Linked DNA regions of Ovis aries: region 1 is linked to region 2. A link is a contact called in public Hi-C data. All regions are on one chromosome and are shown on one strand. The core of a region is the stretch at or near the end of the contact, and the rest is flanking DNA. Distances in the headings are between cores, read along the strand shown.

What was found. Hi-C and Micro-C count contacts between places; a contact is called where the count stands out from the background.
Region 1: a contact with region 2 is called in a Hi-C map of mixed tissues, with 3 times the contacts expected there. The contact joins the enhancer-like site here to the promoter of BPHL in region 2. A contact is called at or near these places in 12 of 16 Hi-C or Micro-C datasets (blood, hypothalamus, liver and 5 more).

What each region holds. Positions count from the first base shown.
Region 1 is chr20:49,738,349-49,741,657 of ARS-UI_Ramb_v3.0, forward strand. NQO2 (N-ribosyldihydronicotinamide:quinone dehydrogenase 2) reads right to left here. Exons shown (of 9, transcript XM_060403548.1): 8 at 2,730-2,831; 9 at 1,217-1,499. The coding sequence ends at 1,323. Among named protein-coding and RNA genes, the nearest start is that of NQO2, 11 kb to the right of the region's middle. Within about 2 kb of position 1,688, at least 7 of the 54 cell types and tissues checked have an H3K27ac peak or open chromatin away from gene starts, as enhancers often do. A contact at or near this core is called in tail adipose tissue, where this site is marked.
Region 2 is chr20:49,668,625-49,671,688 of ARS-UI_Ramb_v3.0, forward strand. BPHL (biphenyl hydrolase like) reads right to left here and starts at 1,337. Exons shown (of 6, transcript XM_027958683.3): 1 at 1,218-1,337. The coding sequence starts at 1,324.

The DNA.
Region 1 (3,309 bases), core at 438-2,937, 70 kb after region 2:
CTGTCCCAGGATGGGACCAGGCTGAGGGGACCCCAAGAGAACGAGGGTCACTTCAGTGTCCTGAGGCCACAAGGGCAGTCAGTGTTCAACCCCCATCTTTCGAGCACACCAGGGTGAAGGCTGAAGAAGCCGCAGCAAGCACAGCATTTAAAGAGCTGACACGTGAAAGATACAGAACATAGGAGATGGGGGAGGCTTTGAAGAAGGTGTGTCTGAAAAAGTTGCTCAGGAAGAGGGCCCAAAGAGCGCCTGAAGAAGCCAGTTCCAACGGTCGAAGGAGAGCGATCTCGAGAGAACTGAGGCTCAAAAGGGATGATGAAGAGTCTGGAGGGGACCCTGAGCAGGCACCTGGGGGGACGGCCCCGGAGAGGGTCTGGGACGGTGGCGCTGAAAGAGAACGTGGGGACGCTCTGAAAAAGCCTGAAGAAAATGGTGTCGAGAAAGTCAGAAAGAAATGACCCTGAAAAATCAATCTGATTCGAAGATGGCAGCTCTGAGAGAGGGATGAAGATGCGAGGGAAGCTAAGAACACGGAACGCGATCTGGCGGTGGATCAGGTGAAGAGGAAGATAATGAGGGTGGAGGAGGGTCTGAGGACGCCTGGGGGGCCGGGGGGCGGACAGGGAGGAGGCAGGTGAGGGCGTGTGAACGGAGGCGCAGCTGCGAGCGTGATGGGGGTGGGGGGGCTGCTGAGGAGAAGGGCCCGTCCTGGGCAGTGACGACGACCACGAAGAGGAGGGGCGGGCGGCGGGGAGACTCTCCCGCTACACGTGCCCGCAGCCCGGGGCCACGGCCAGGCCCGCTCCCGAGACTGCACGCTGACGGGACGCCTTCTCACTAAGGCCGGCGCCCTCACCGTGACCGGCCCTCAGGGATTGGAAAGATACGCTGGGTCGTGCTCAGTTAAAACCTAACACTCAAGACAGAAAAAGAAAAAGACACAAGAGGTGTGAACAGAGCACTGCAACACGGGCTGTGAACAGATGACGTTTTCCTCGACTTTCCAGAAAGTCCAGTCGCGCTGCAGAGAAACAAATACCTAGCATCCAGTTTTGTGCCAAAGCTACAACCATGACCCGCGAAGGCTGAATAAAGGGGAATGAAAGGCATGAGAAACGAACGCAGGGCTGGGAGAAGGACCTGCCAGAGACCCGGGGACAGCCAGCGGGGGACGGGAGCCGGCCCGCAGGACCCGGAGACACAGTCACACCCTGGCTGTTGTGACGTCCTTTATTACACGCGCCTGCACAGCATTACACGTCTCACACCTCCCGCATGGCCCCTGCAGTGTGGCGTGGCCCCTGCAGTGTGGCGTGGCCCCGTCACTGCCCGAAGTACCACGGGGGCGAGCACGGGATGGGCTCCTCCTCCCAGATGGTCTTCAGCCTCTGCGCCCAGGAGGCCACCATCCTCTTTCTTTCTTCTTCGGACGCCATTTCAGGACCAAAACTGATCTGAGGGGCAAGGACTTTAAATCCGCAGAAGTGCAGTGTGCCGTGCTACAGTGCAAAGAGGGGAGCGCAGTGAGAAGCCACCCGCTGCTCAGTCACCCGGGGAACGCACGCAGCTGGCCTCCAGGGAGCTCAGAGAACCTCCCACCACCAGCGAGCCGAGAATGCGGGCGCTGCCCTGCAGCCTCAGGACCTGGCCGCTCCTGGGGGGCAGAGCGCGCTGGGAGGCTCCGACACAGCTCTCTAATCTCTGCTGCTGAGTCACACACTAAGTTTTATGGTTTTGATTGCTTCGGTAAATTATGGCAATTCATGAAAGTGAAAGTCGCTCAGTCGTGCCAGACTCTGCGACCCCATGGACTATACAGGCCGGAATACTGGAGTGGGTAGCCTATTCCTTCTCCAGGGGATCTTCCCGACCCAGGAATCAAACTAGGGTCTCCTGCACTGCAGGCGGATTCTTTACCAACTGAGCCACCAGGGAGCCCTGAATGAGTTTATTCCAGCTACGTGTGCCACCATGGAAGGCTGCTCAAGACACGCATTAGGTGTAAACAACAAGGAATGTGAAGCGGGATTTGTGGCGCACTGTTCACGTAAAAAAAGAAATAGATACGGCAAGCTGAGTCATAACATGTGCGTGTGTGAGAACACAGGGCCCTCCCTGGTGCAGCCAGTCCAGTGGCCGGCACTGCGTGCCCCCGTGCAGGGCGCCTGGGTTCGAGCCCTGTGCAGGCACCTTGCAGCTAAGGGTGAGCACGCCACAGCTGAGGAGACTGCATGCTCTGGTGGAGACCTGGCTCAGCCAAATAAATACGTGGATAGTTTTTTAAAAAAGAATATACATGGGCTGTAAGGAAATACATTAAATCATTGAAAGTGATTGTTTTCAAGGGCATTAAGAGAACTGAATTTCTATTTTTCATAGTCTCTGTGTTCCCATATGTACCTTTGCAAACTGAAACAAAGGTGAAGAATTTTTAAAAGCAGGAAGAACTGAAGCTCATGACGCACAGAGCCACCTCAGGGCTCCCGTTTACCCAGAGCGGACATCGGCCAACCGGGCTCGGCTTGGCCTCTGGCCAAGCAGCATCAAAAGTTCTCATAATCACAGCGTTTTCTCCATCAGCCAGCCTCTCCAGGGCTGCCAAGTAAAACATCCAAAAGGCTAAGAGCTTATGATATCCTGTTTCCGGGGGAGTCAGCACGGCCTGGCCTTCAGGCCCCCCTCCCACCTGGGAGGAGCTGGGAGAGCTGTGTGTGTGTTGGGGGGCATACCTGGAGGGGCCACAGGAAGTACCGGAAGTCTCCGTTGACCCCAGTCTTGGAGAACATGCTGGCTGTGCCGCCTGTGGTTAAGGACAGGATGGCCAGCTTACCCTGTGGAGGACAGCACGGGATTGGGCGTGGACCCCAGGGAGGGTCGTCAATAGTGACTAGAGGGAAACCGAGGCCAGCTCCCCTGCCCCTCCCCTAACGGACAGACACACACTCCCATCTCTGTCCGGCCCAGTGGCAGGTGACAGCGACATCCGATGGGGCGGGGGAGGGACAGCCAGAGGGAGTGGGCCGGATGGACAGCACTGAGGGGCCTGATGCTCGGGGAGCGGGCTTCGGAGGCGTGGGTGCAGGGGGTTGGCTGGGAGGGTGCACGACGCCCGCGGCCAGCAGGGCCGGGCTCCCGGGGCTGGTCAGCAAAGGGCGGCGTCTCTTCGCGGCCTGAGACGCCTCTCACGTCTCAGCGCTTTGTTTGTGCACACTTGTTTTCTGAGGCTTTTGGAACTTGACCGTCGTCTGCTCGCACGGGAAACCCACAGCTACGACATGCTGCGCAGCGGCTGGGTCCACCATCCGCTCA
Region 2 (3,064 bases), core at 87-2,586:
TACACAAGCGGCACTCTTGTTTCAGGATTAATCAGCACAAATCAACACACTGCTTGTTTGGCCCATCACAGTGAAAGTGAAAGTGAAGTCGCTCAGTCCTGTCTGACTCTTTGCAACCCCATGGACTGTAGCCTACCAGGCTTCTGGGTCCAGGGGTTCTCCAGGCAAGAATACTGGAGTGGGTTGCCATTTCCTTGGTCATATCAATTTCAACTGCATTTACAAAACGGCAGTTCAAAATCCAGAGAAACCTGTTTCCCAGGGATATTTTAGGGCAAATGATCTGCACTGCTAAGTGGATGAGGCCTTCCTGCAACCATTAACCAACAGTAACAGATACTGGTGCGATCACAGTAACCTCATGTCAATCCCTTTCTGTAAACAGGAAACCGGATAGATGGGCATTTTCCAGCGGACTTACAGACTGCAGACACTGTTTTCCCATTTCCCATCTGTATGAAAACAGTTCTGAAAATCTAGTAGGTCGAAAATGGTAACAACATCAAACCCTAAATTCAAGACCCAATAAATCACAGTATGAAAGCGGAAAGCTGGTCAGAGCTCTTCTTATGCCTTCCGAATGGACGCTTCCCCATCAAGCACAGTGAAGCTCTGAAGGCCAGGTACCCGCCAAGCTTGTGCGCAGACACCTTCCTCGTCAGGAGCGGAACTGACCCGCCGGCAGTGAGCAGCGACCGCCCCGCGCGCGCCCCCATGACAGGCCACTATCACTTGGACCAGGGGCGCCCACTCTGGGACTGGGGGTCAGAGGTTCATCCAGGGGCTGTCTTCCCTCAGCTGTGTGGGGGTGGGAAGAGGAGAGAAAGGCAGACTCTCGGGCGTCTCCACGGCCTGCACCCCTCGGGGAGCCGGGCCCAGGAGCCCGCATCTCCCGGTCCCCCGGGTGGGTCTCCCGCACGTCCCAGCTCGAGGTCCAGCCCGCGGCTCCGAGGGCTGACGCGGCGCGGACACCGCAGGCTGGCCCCGGAGCCAGGGTCCGGGGTTCAAGCGCGCCTCCTCCCTGGCCTCCGTCCGCACGGACGCCCCACCGAGGCCGAGCGCAGCGCCCCCGCGGCCGCGCCCGGGTCACGGCTTGACGGGCAAGGCCCACTCGCGGCCCCGGCCCGGTCGCTGGCCCCTGGCCCCTGCCCCCTTCCCGCCGCCCCGAGCGCGCGGACGAGGCTATGGGGGCCCCTGGAGGGGAGCGGCGCCATTACCCGAACGCGGCCGCGGGTCCGGCCCGGGGGACTTGGATCCCGGGCTTCAGCGCTGAGAGCAGGAGCCTCAGCCGCCGCGCGGCCCGACCGCCCAGCGTTGCCGCCATGGTGGGTGCAAATGACGGCCGGGGAGGGCGCATGCGCCGCGTCTCCCGGAGCCCGTGAGCGCGCACCGCCGCCAGCACGCATGCGCCCGGCCATCGGCCGCCCCGAGTTCGCCCCCTTCCGCCCCGAGTTCGCCCCCTTCCGCCCCGAGCACGCATGCGCGGGGCGGTCTGGGCTCTGAGCTGGGGCGCGGGGTTTCCAGGCGATCCCTCGCCCACCTGTGTGCGCGGTTCCCGGGGCACCGGCACAGAGCGTCTCCCCTGAGTGTCAGCTCTAGCCTAACGGGGGCCGGCGTCTCGCCCTCGCGGAGGGGTGGGCTCGGGGCCGCCAGCCTGACAGCTGGAGGGGACTGGGGTTCGCTGTGTGCGTTCTTACACCGGCCCACACCCGTGAGGGCCCCTGCTCTCGGGGATCCCGGAGATCAGGGCGGGCCAGCGGCGGCTGGAGAGCGGTGCGGGCGGGGGCCCGGGTCTCGAGAGCTAAGCCGCAGGGAGCCTCCGATGAATCCCGCAGACAGGCCGGGGCTCCCGCTTCTCGGCGCTGTGGCGGGAGCAGAGGGGGGCGCCGGGTGCGGAGGATGGGGGCTGTGTCCGCGTGGGGTCCCTGGCCGCCCCCGGGGCGGGGGAGCGGCGAGCACCGCAGGCTTGGTCGTAAATGGAGCCGCGTGTGAGTCCAGATCAGTGAGGCCCGTGCGGCCCAGGTGTTCGGAAGCAGGTGGGTGTCGGGCTGGGCCGGAGGCAGGGTTAGTGTCCAGTGGGGGCAGAGCCTCAGTTTTGCAGGAACGTGGCAGAAACAGTGTGAATGTGTTTAGGGCTGTACACTTAAAGACGGTTAAGATGGCAAATTTTACGTGTATTTCACCACTGTTGAGTGTGTGTGCTTCTTACGACCAGTTCAGTCTTCAGAGAGTATAAACAGTATTTGCAGCTGAAGGTTCCACAGGGAAAATGAAAAACAATACCCTTTGATTGTGGCTGCTCTCTCCCTTAACAGAAAACAACCGCACATCGGTGGCTGCTGTTTAGCCTTGTCTTGATTTGGAGATTCCAGCAGCTTCCTTGCATCTTATATTACTTCTCCTGGAGACCCTTTCATTGTAACAATCCTCTATGCACAGTGCTTCCTGGTGTTACAGCCATGAGAAGTTGTATTACCAGCAGTGTCCTCCCTGACCAGTGGGAGTTTCTTGGCAGTAAAGGGAGGTTTGATTTAAATACTATATAAAAGTATATATATATTATATACTATAATACTATACTATATACTATATATGTCTTTTCAACATAAAGCTGTCACATCAGTTTCCTACACAGAAGGAAAGAGAAATATGTAATGTTCCAGCTACTGTTGTTTGACTTTCAGAATCTGAAGTGGGGTCAACATTTCCTTATTTTTTTTTATGAAATGTTGATTGGGATTTCTTGTCAGAGATGATGAGGGGTTAAAAATAATTGTACAATTTTAATACCAGTTATCCTACTGGTCAGCAAAAATGGTAGTGCTGAGGTCTTAGGCTACTGGTGTCAACTAATAAAAACCTACTTATAACACAGGGAACTCAACAGTCTATAATGACCTAAAGAATCTATAAAAGAATATAAAAAAGAGTGGATATATGTTTAACAGTCACTTTGCTGTACTCCTGAAACTAATGAAGCATAAATCAACTAGACTCCAATAAAGACTAATTCTAAAAATACTATTTTTAGGGACTTCCCTGGTAGTCCAGTGGTTAAGATTGT